Regions from separate parts of the Mus musculus genome. Here region 1 is linked to region 2. A link is a contact called in public Micro-C data. All regions are on one chromosome and are shown on one strand. The core of a region is the stretch at or near the end of the contact, and the rest is flanking DNA. Distances in the headings are between cores, read along the strand shown. Region 1 holds the start of Ascl1 (achaete-scute family bHLH transcription factor 1). Region 2 holds the start of Rfx4 (regulatory factor X, 4 (influences HLA class II expression)).

Region 1 (3,231 bases), core at 184-2,683, 2.7 Mb after region 2:
GTAACCTCCTCTCACCCCTGGGTTCCTGGAGACAGCCCCTACCTTCCGTGAACTCCCCCCTCCACACCGAAAAAGAAAAAGGGACCTAGTCAAGAAAGGCTCTGCCCATCCCCACATGAAGCGTACCTGCTTCCAAAGTCCATTCCCAGGAGAGCCTGGCAGGTCCTCAGAACCAGTTGGTAAAGTCCAGCAGCTCTTGTTCCTCTGGGCTAAGAGGGTCGTAGGATCCCTCGTCGGAGGAGTAGGACGAGACCGGAGAACCCGCCATAGAGTTCAAGTCGTTGGAGTAGTTGGGGGAGATGGTGGGCGACAGGACGCCCGCCTGAAAGGCAGCGCTCACCGCGTCGTGCTCGTCCAGCAGCTGCTGCAGCGCGCGGATGTACTCGACCGCCGAGCGCAGCGTCTCCACCTTGCTCATCTTCTTGTTGGCCGCGCCGTTGGGGACATGCTCCCGGAGGGTGGCAAAACCCAGGTTGACCAACTTGACCCGGTTGCGCTCGCGCTCGTTGCGGCGCGCCACGGCGGCCGGCTGCTGCTGTGGCAGGCTGTAGCCGAAGCCGCTGAAGTTGAGCCGGCGTTTGCAGCGCATCAGTTCCGGAGAGGACGAGCGCTGGCGCTTGACCTGCTTGGCCGCTGACTTGTGACCGCCCCCTGAGGGCTGGCTGTCGGCCACCGGGCTCAGCTGCGGCGCCTGCTGCGGCGGCGCCTGCGGCTGTTGCTGCTGCGCGCTCTGAGCTGCCGCGGCCGCCGCCGCTGCCGCCGCCGCCGCGGTCGCAAAGAAGCAGGCTGCGGGAGGCAGGAAGGGCTGCGGGGGCTGCGGCTGCTGGCCGGCTCCACTCTCCATCTTGCCAGAGCTCTCCATGCCGGGCCAAACTGTCGCGGGGGAGAACGAGTTGGGGACGCAGGGTGCGCAGAGCCCTTGAAGGAAGCGGGGCTGCGAAGCACGATCAAAGGGGGACGAAGAAAAAGGAGAGGGGAGAAACGAGCCCCGGAGGAAAGTTAAAGGGGAAGAAACGCGCAGAAGGAGGCAGAGTTGTCAGGCTGCAGCGGAGGAAGGTGCCTGGGCGATCGTCTTCCCTCTGCGCCGCCTCCTCCCTCCCCTCCTCCCGCCGCGGTTGGCTTCGGGAGCCTCGCGTGGCGCTCGCGTGTGCGGCCGCCGCCGGCGCCTTCTCGGTTTTAAAAGAGGAAAGGGAAAAGGAAAGCAGCCGCAAAAGTCAGTGCCGAGCGCACTCTGCCAGGTGGAGCTGCTCCGGGGCTGCGCTTTCTTGCGCCCGCTCTCCCTTGCTCCAGCCTGGGCTTGAGCCTGCTTCTGGGATTATTTGGTTGAACCCCCTTTCTTTCTAATTGCTCTCTCGTTCCCCCCAATTCGCCCTCCCTAACCGGCTCCCAGCCGGTACGCCTTCCACGTTCCCTGGCCAGAAGTGAGAGACTGCTGGGCGGCTGCGGTGCGGCCGCCTTTTCAATGGGACACCCAGCCCCACGCGCAGCCCTGGCCCCGCCTCGCCCCCCACTCCCCGCTGCTGCAGCGAGCGGCTGCAGCCCCCACTACCCCTCCTCTTCCCCCACCTCCTCAGCTCCCTCCCTCTCGCCCCCCCCCCCTCCAGTTGCCCGCGCCCGCTCCTTGCAAACTCTCCATTCAGCCTGGTTTGTTGTTGCAGTGCGTGCGCCCGGCGCGTGCCGGACTCCCGGCTGAATAAACAGGCCGCGCGCTCGGGGCGGTGGCTCCGGGAGCCAGGGGGTGGCTCTAGAAATGGGGGCCTTTTTAAAAAAGGGGGGGGGCAAATAACTCCTGGACTTGGGGTGCCTAGGTGGAAAGTCTGGAGGGAAAAGTGTCTTTGGAGTCTCCTGAGAACTTGGAAGAAAATTCAGGGAAGGGTTTAGGCAGAAAAAGTGGCAAAGGGAACTCTTGGAAGTGGAGGGCTGGGCTTCTGCTTCCCCCCTTTCTTCTCTCCGCAGTAACTCCGGAGGATTCTTTGTGACCCTAAAAAATAAAATGTTTGCCATTAGGTTTAGGAAGGTAGGAGGGGAGAGCGTTTGCACACTAGTGGTCTCTCTGTATGAGAACTTGAGTCCTCTCACTAGCTTTGTGGTCTCAGTAAGTTCTACCCTGTCTGAGCAGCCTTTCCCTCTGCAGCCATATGGGGTTGCCACTGCTGTTCCATTCAGCTTCAAGGATTGGATGTGCTGGGCACAACTCGCTAAGGGTGGGAAGGATAGGGAGTCATGAACAGGATAGGTTGACAGTTCCCTAAGAAGCTGAGGCAGGAGAATAAGTTGGAGGCTAGCTTTTGTGAGACACAGTGGTGTGGGGAAGTGTATGCAGGAAGGCACTCAGGGTTATCTGTTTCTGGCCCTCTATAACAGCCGCCACTCCTCTGAAAGATGCTTGCTAGACGCTATGGGAAAGGAGGGCATTCTGGGATATTTCAGATCTTCTGGAGAAAGAAGCTGTGGGCTGTGTGGAATAAAGAGTGACTGGATTTGAGCTAACTGAAAGTCTTCCCTCCTTGTCCCTCCCTGTCTCAGGCGCCTTGGAGGCCTTGGCGCAGCCTCTATCCCGCCCCAGGCGTGTGCCTGGCGGACCGGTGGCAGGCGACTGGGAGCGGAGCCCGCTGAGGCCGTGTGCTGGCACCGCGAGAGAAGGGGAGGTGCCTGCAGCGGTCACCGGGCTGCTGGGACAGTGCCTGCCCAGGCGCATTCCCGGGCCCTCAGGCTGGCACTCTGTCCGAACCCAGTCCAGCTTAGAAAAGCAAAGCACTGCAGGCAAAGGTCTCAGACTGCTCTGGTGCACCCTGGGGTAGTCTCTGGTCGGGTCTACACAGGCAGAACTAGGCGGAGGGCACTCTTCTGGTAGTTTTGTCCAGAAGTCACCAGGTCTGATCAAGGACTGGAGTTCAGTAATGATTATGGTGAAGTACTAGGATAATGGCTTCTAGTTATTTTATCGTCGTTATTATTATTTTAATCATGATCGGAGCCATTTTTAAGTGTCTCATTGCATAGCCTAAGCTGGCCTCTTGACAATCTTCCAACCTTAGCCTCCCCAGTACGGAAAATATGAGCATTGGTCACCACTTCTGGCTGGGAGAATTGCTCTAGCTGAGTTTCTTTTTGTGGAGATGGGTCATTCTAAAGGGTCCACAAGGATGACCCAGAGAGATGACCTAGACATGAGAGTATTTAAGAGTATTCTTAGAGTAATAGTGGTACTTCCTAAGTGGCTCAGACACA
Region 2 (3,461 bases), core at 291-2,790:
TGGGGTTGGTGGCCGAGGGCTTCTGGGCACAAGATAGATAGTTGTGTGAGAGAGATAAGAGATAAGAGAGATAACCCGGGTTGGAATTTAGCAGCAGTTTGAGCAAGAAGGGGCAACACACAGAGGCCCGGTAGGGCCTGAGGAGAGCAACGGGGGAGAAACGTCGTTACTCCCATTTCACAGATAAGGAAGCTGAGGCCCAAAAAAGATGAAGGAATCTGCAGAGCCGGGATTCGAACCCTTCTGCCCGTCCGCGCTGCCCCTTCCCTGCATCTCGTGACCTTAACTCGGCACGTGCTAGTCCCTTGCCCCTCACCCACCATTGTCCCACTCGGCGCGGCTCGGGGGGCTACCCGGAGGCCCGAGGTGGGCAGGCCCGGGGTCGCGGGCAAGAAGCGCACCCGGCTCGGCGGGAGGGACTCGGGCGATCCGCCCCTGCGCCGCTGGCGCTGCCTCTGTCCATGGTCAAAGCAGCGGGGTAATCCGCCTTTCTCTTCCGCCCGCCGAGCCCATTCATATTCTAATCACAGCGCGGCCGGCCCGCGAGCGGCCACTTTCCCGGGGCCACGGGAGCCCCCCCTCCACCCCCACTTTCCACTTGCGGTCCACAGGCCCCGGCCCCCTCCCCCTCCCACACTTTCAACTGCGCCGGGGAGGGGTCCCTGGGAAAGCCTCATCCCCAGCTCTGACGCCGGGGCTTCTCACCAACTCCGTTGCTGGCTGTGGGGGACCGAGAGGGTGGCAGAGGGGGGAGCCGGGGGACATGGGAAGAGGGAGGGGCCCGGACGCAGACAGACTGACATACAGGGTTATGGGAAGAGGCGCGGGGGTGGGGGTGGGGGTGAGGGTCCCAGAGACCCAGGGAGAACGCAGAACTAGGGAGAGACAAAGAGACTGGCTGCCAAGGGAGAAACGGAGAGCGAGACAGCGAGGCACGCCGACCTGGAGAGACCCGTGGGGCGAGAGACAAGGGGTACAAAAGTTCTGGTTGACGCAAGCCAGCCTCTCACCCCCTCGCAGCCAAGCGGCCTTCTTGTCCCTCAGACTGGTTATGGGAACCTAAGGCTTCACTTTCCCCTTCCTCAACTTCTACTCCCACGCACGTCCGCGGATCTGCGTGGAAGAAACTCAAGACATACCCCCTCTGCACTACTCCCCGGCCCCTACTCAAAATCTAACTCAAGGCGAAAACGGGACGTGTCTCGAGGGGAGAAAAAAAGGAGTCGGGCCCACTCGTGGACGCACAGGAGACTCCTAGGGCTCGGGTACCTCTGCACCCCCCTTCATGGCTGCACCGCGCGGGGCCCGGGCGCGGGAGGACTGAAGAGGGGGGCAGATCTAAGCCAATTTTGATTTCGTCTATAATGAGTGCCGGGCTAAGGCTGGAGAAGGCCTCTGGAACTTTAAATAAGAAAAACGTTGCTAATGCTATAATAGAAGGGGGAAGTCGGAGGGCTGGGATTGCGTCGCTCTGAGCCCCCCTTTTCGGAGGCGGCTTTTCTTATTCAAAACAGGCCCACAATGGGCTTCACAGTGCGCCTCGCCACGGCCCCATCTGACGAGCGGCCATTCATCAGGCCCGCTGGCCTATCAATGACATTGCTCCCATCGGGGCTCCTATAAAATGATGTTTTTTCCCATGAAACATCCGCAAACATTTTGACGGGTTTGGCTTTGCCCGACTGGATTACTGAGTGTCCCCTCGCTCGCTCGCTCGCTCTCTCGCTCTCTCCTTCAGCTCTAGCTTCCTTCCTTCCCTCGCTTCTTCGCCTCTTTTCTTTCCACTAGTTCTTTCTTTTCCCCTTTTATCCTTTTGCCCTCTCACCCACCGTCTCCCCCTCTCTCTCTCGCTATCCCTTCCTTCCTTATTTCTTCCCTCCCTTCCTCCCTGGGCATCTCTAGCACAGGGGATCCCCAAATATCAGGACTTTTGGGGGGCGTCTGTGCTGTCCATGGGAAGAGCATGCATTGTGGGTTACTGGAGGAACCCGACATGGATTCCACAGGTTAGTCCTGGTGGGACTTGGAGGGGGGTCATTGGAGGGGGGAGGAAGGAGAAGGGACAGGGCGGGGGTCACTTCAGAAAGAGTTGCAGAAAGTTCAGGCGGGGCAACCTGACAGTGGGATCCCAGGAGAGGAGGAGAGCGTGCAGAAGTTTTCGGTCCAGCGCTAAGTGTGTAAGTGGATGCATGGAAGTGTGTGTGAGTGTAAATGCGTGTGTGCGCGTGCGCGCACTCTGAGGCGCGCGCTTTCACTTGGACATAAAGTTGCATAAAGATGCTCGCTGGCTCGCGGCGAGCTCGAGGTGTTTATGCTACTTGCAAGAGCTTTGCGAGCAAGCCGCCCCGCCCGGACCCGGCGGCGGCCCTGGCTTTGGCTAGGGTAGTGGTATGCTTAGGATCTGGGGTGAGGGCCCCGAACGCTCCAAAGGCGGAGGAGGGCGACGGCGTACCGCGTCTCACCGCGCACTGGAGGCTCTTGCTTCTGGAATCTCGCTGCAGGGAGGGAGTGGCGGCGGCGAACCCGGTGGTCCTGGGGCTTTAGTAGCTTTGGGCTAGGAGAGATGGGCCCCTAGGACTGTAGTCTCCCGGCCGCGAAGACGCGACTCACTAGCCTCTCCACAGTGAGGCTGTAACCTTGCAAAAGGGGGGTGGGGGGAGCAGAATGCAGAACATATGAAGAGGCCTGACACTGAGTTTTGTGAACCGGCCTGTAGTTTGAGGGCTGTGTGGTGGACATCAGGCACTAGGGTCGCCACGGTTCACAAGGGAACACACGGAATCTCTTACAACGAAAATGCCCAGCATCTTCTCCAGGCGATCCGTTGGTCAACTTCTACGCCTAGCATCTTTGGGGACCCGCCGCACTTCAAATTCTGTTATTTTTTTCTATGTCCTTTCCATGTAGTGGTTCTCAAAAAAACTTTACTCTCTCCGTTAGGCTCAGTCTCTCCACCAGGCCACTCCAATCCCTGCTGGGCCGCAGCTTTGGAATTTTGAGGGGTGGTAAGACCACAGCCTGGGCATAGGCAGCAGCTTGACTGAAACCTGAGAGAATGTGAGGGCATTGCAGCTGAGCAACAAGTGCCTGCTGGCCTCAGCTGTGCCCTGACACACATTAACTTACTTGCAAATAACACCACAGTCAACTCTGCCCCCACTCCACCCACCCCTAGGGCAGGTTGTAAAAAGATTAAGCTATCTAGATATCTTCCCAGACCTTGTTCTTCTGTACTGGGAGGAAAGTTCCAGGCCTCTCTTGGCCTACATTGCAGACCTGGTGGCTGAGACCGCTGGCCCAGGGGTATCTGCGGCATTCCAGGGTACGTTTTTTTTTCTGTCTCCGGTACAGTTAAACTCTCACGCTTTCCTGGGTGTCAGTGAGCTCCTGAGCATAGCCGAAGCCCGAGCTTCTAAAGTCCAGCTTAGTTAGCGGGTGAGCACCTGCGGGGAGGCTAGAAG

Evidence for each region. A called contact is a pair of places that touch in the nucleus more often than the background predicts.
Region 1: a contact with region 2 is called in a Micro-C map of embryonic stem cells, with 23 times the contacts expected there. The contact joins the promoter of Ascl1 here to the promoter of Rfx4 in region 2. A contact is called at or near these places in 1 of 484 Hi-C or Micro-C datasets (embryonic stem cells) and 1 of 115 datasets of contacts at active chromatin or transcription factors (embryonic stem cells).

What each region holds. Positions count from the first base shown.
Region 1 is chr10:87,492,227-87,495,457 of GRCm38.p6, forward strand. It overlaps Ascl1 (achaete-scute family bHLH transcription factor 1), which reads right to left and starts at 1,434. Exons shown (of 2, transcript NM_008553.5): 1 at 127-1,434. The coding sequence starts at 862. The coding sequence ends at 167.
Region 2 is chr10:84,754,508-84,757,968 of GRCm38.p6, forward strand. It overlaps Rfx4 (regulatory factor X, 4 (influences HLA class II expression)), which reads left to right and starts at 1,541. Exons shown (of 18, transcript NM_001024918.1): 1 at 1,541-2,006. The coding sequence starts at 1,964.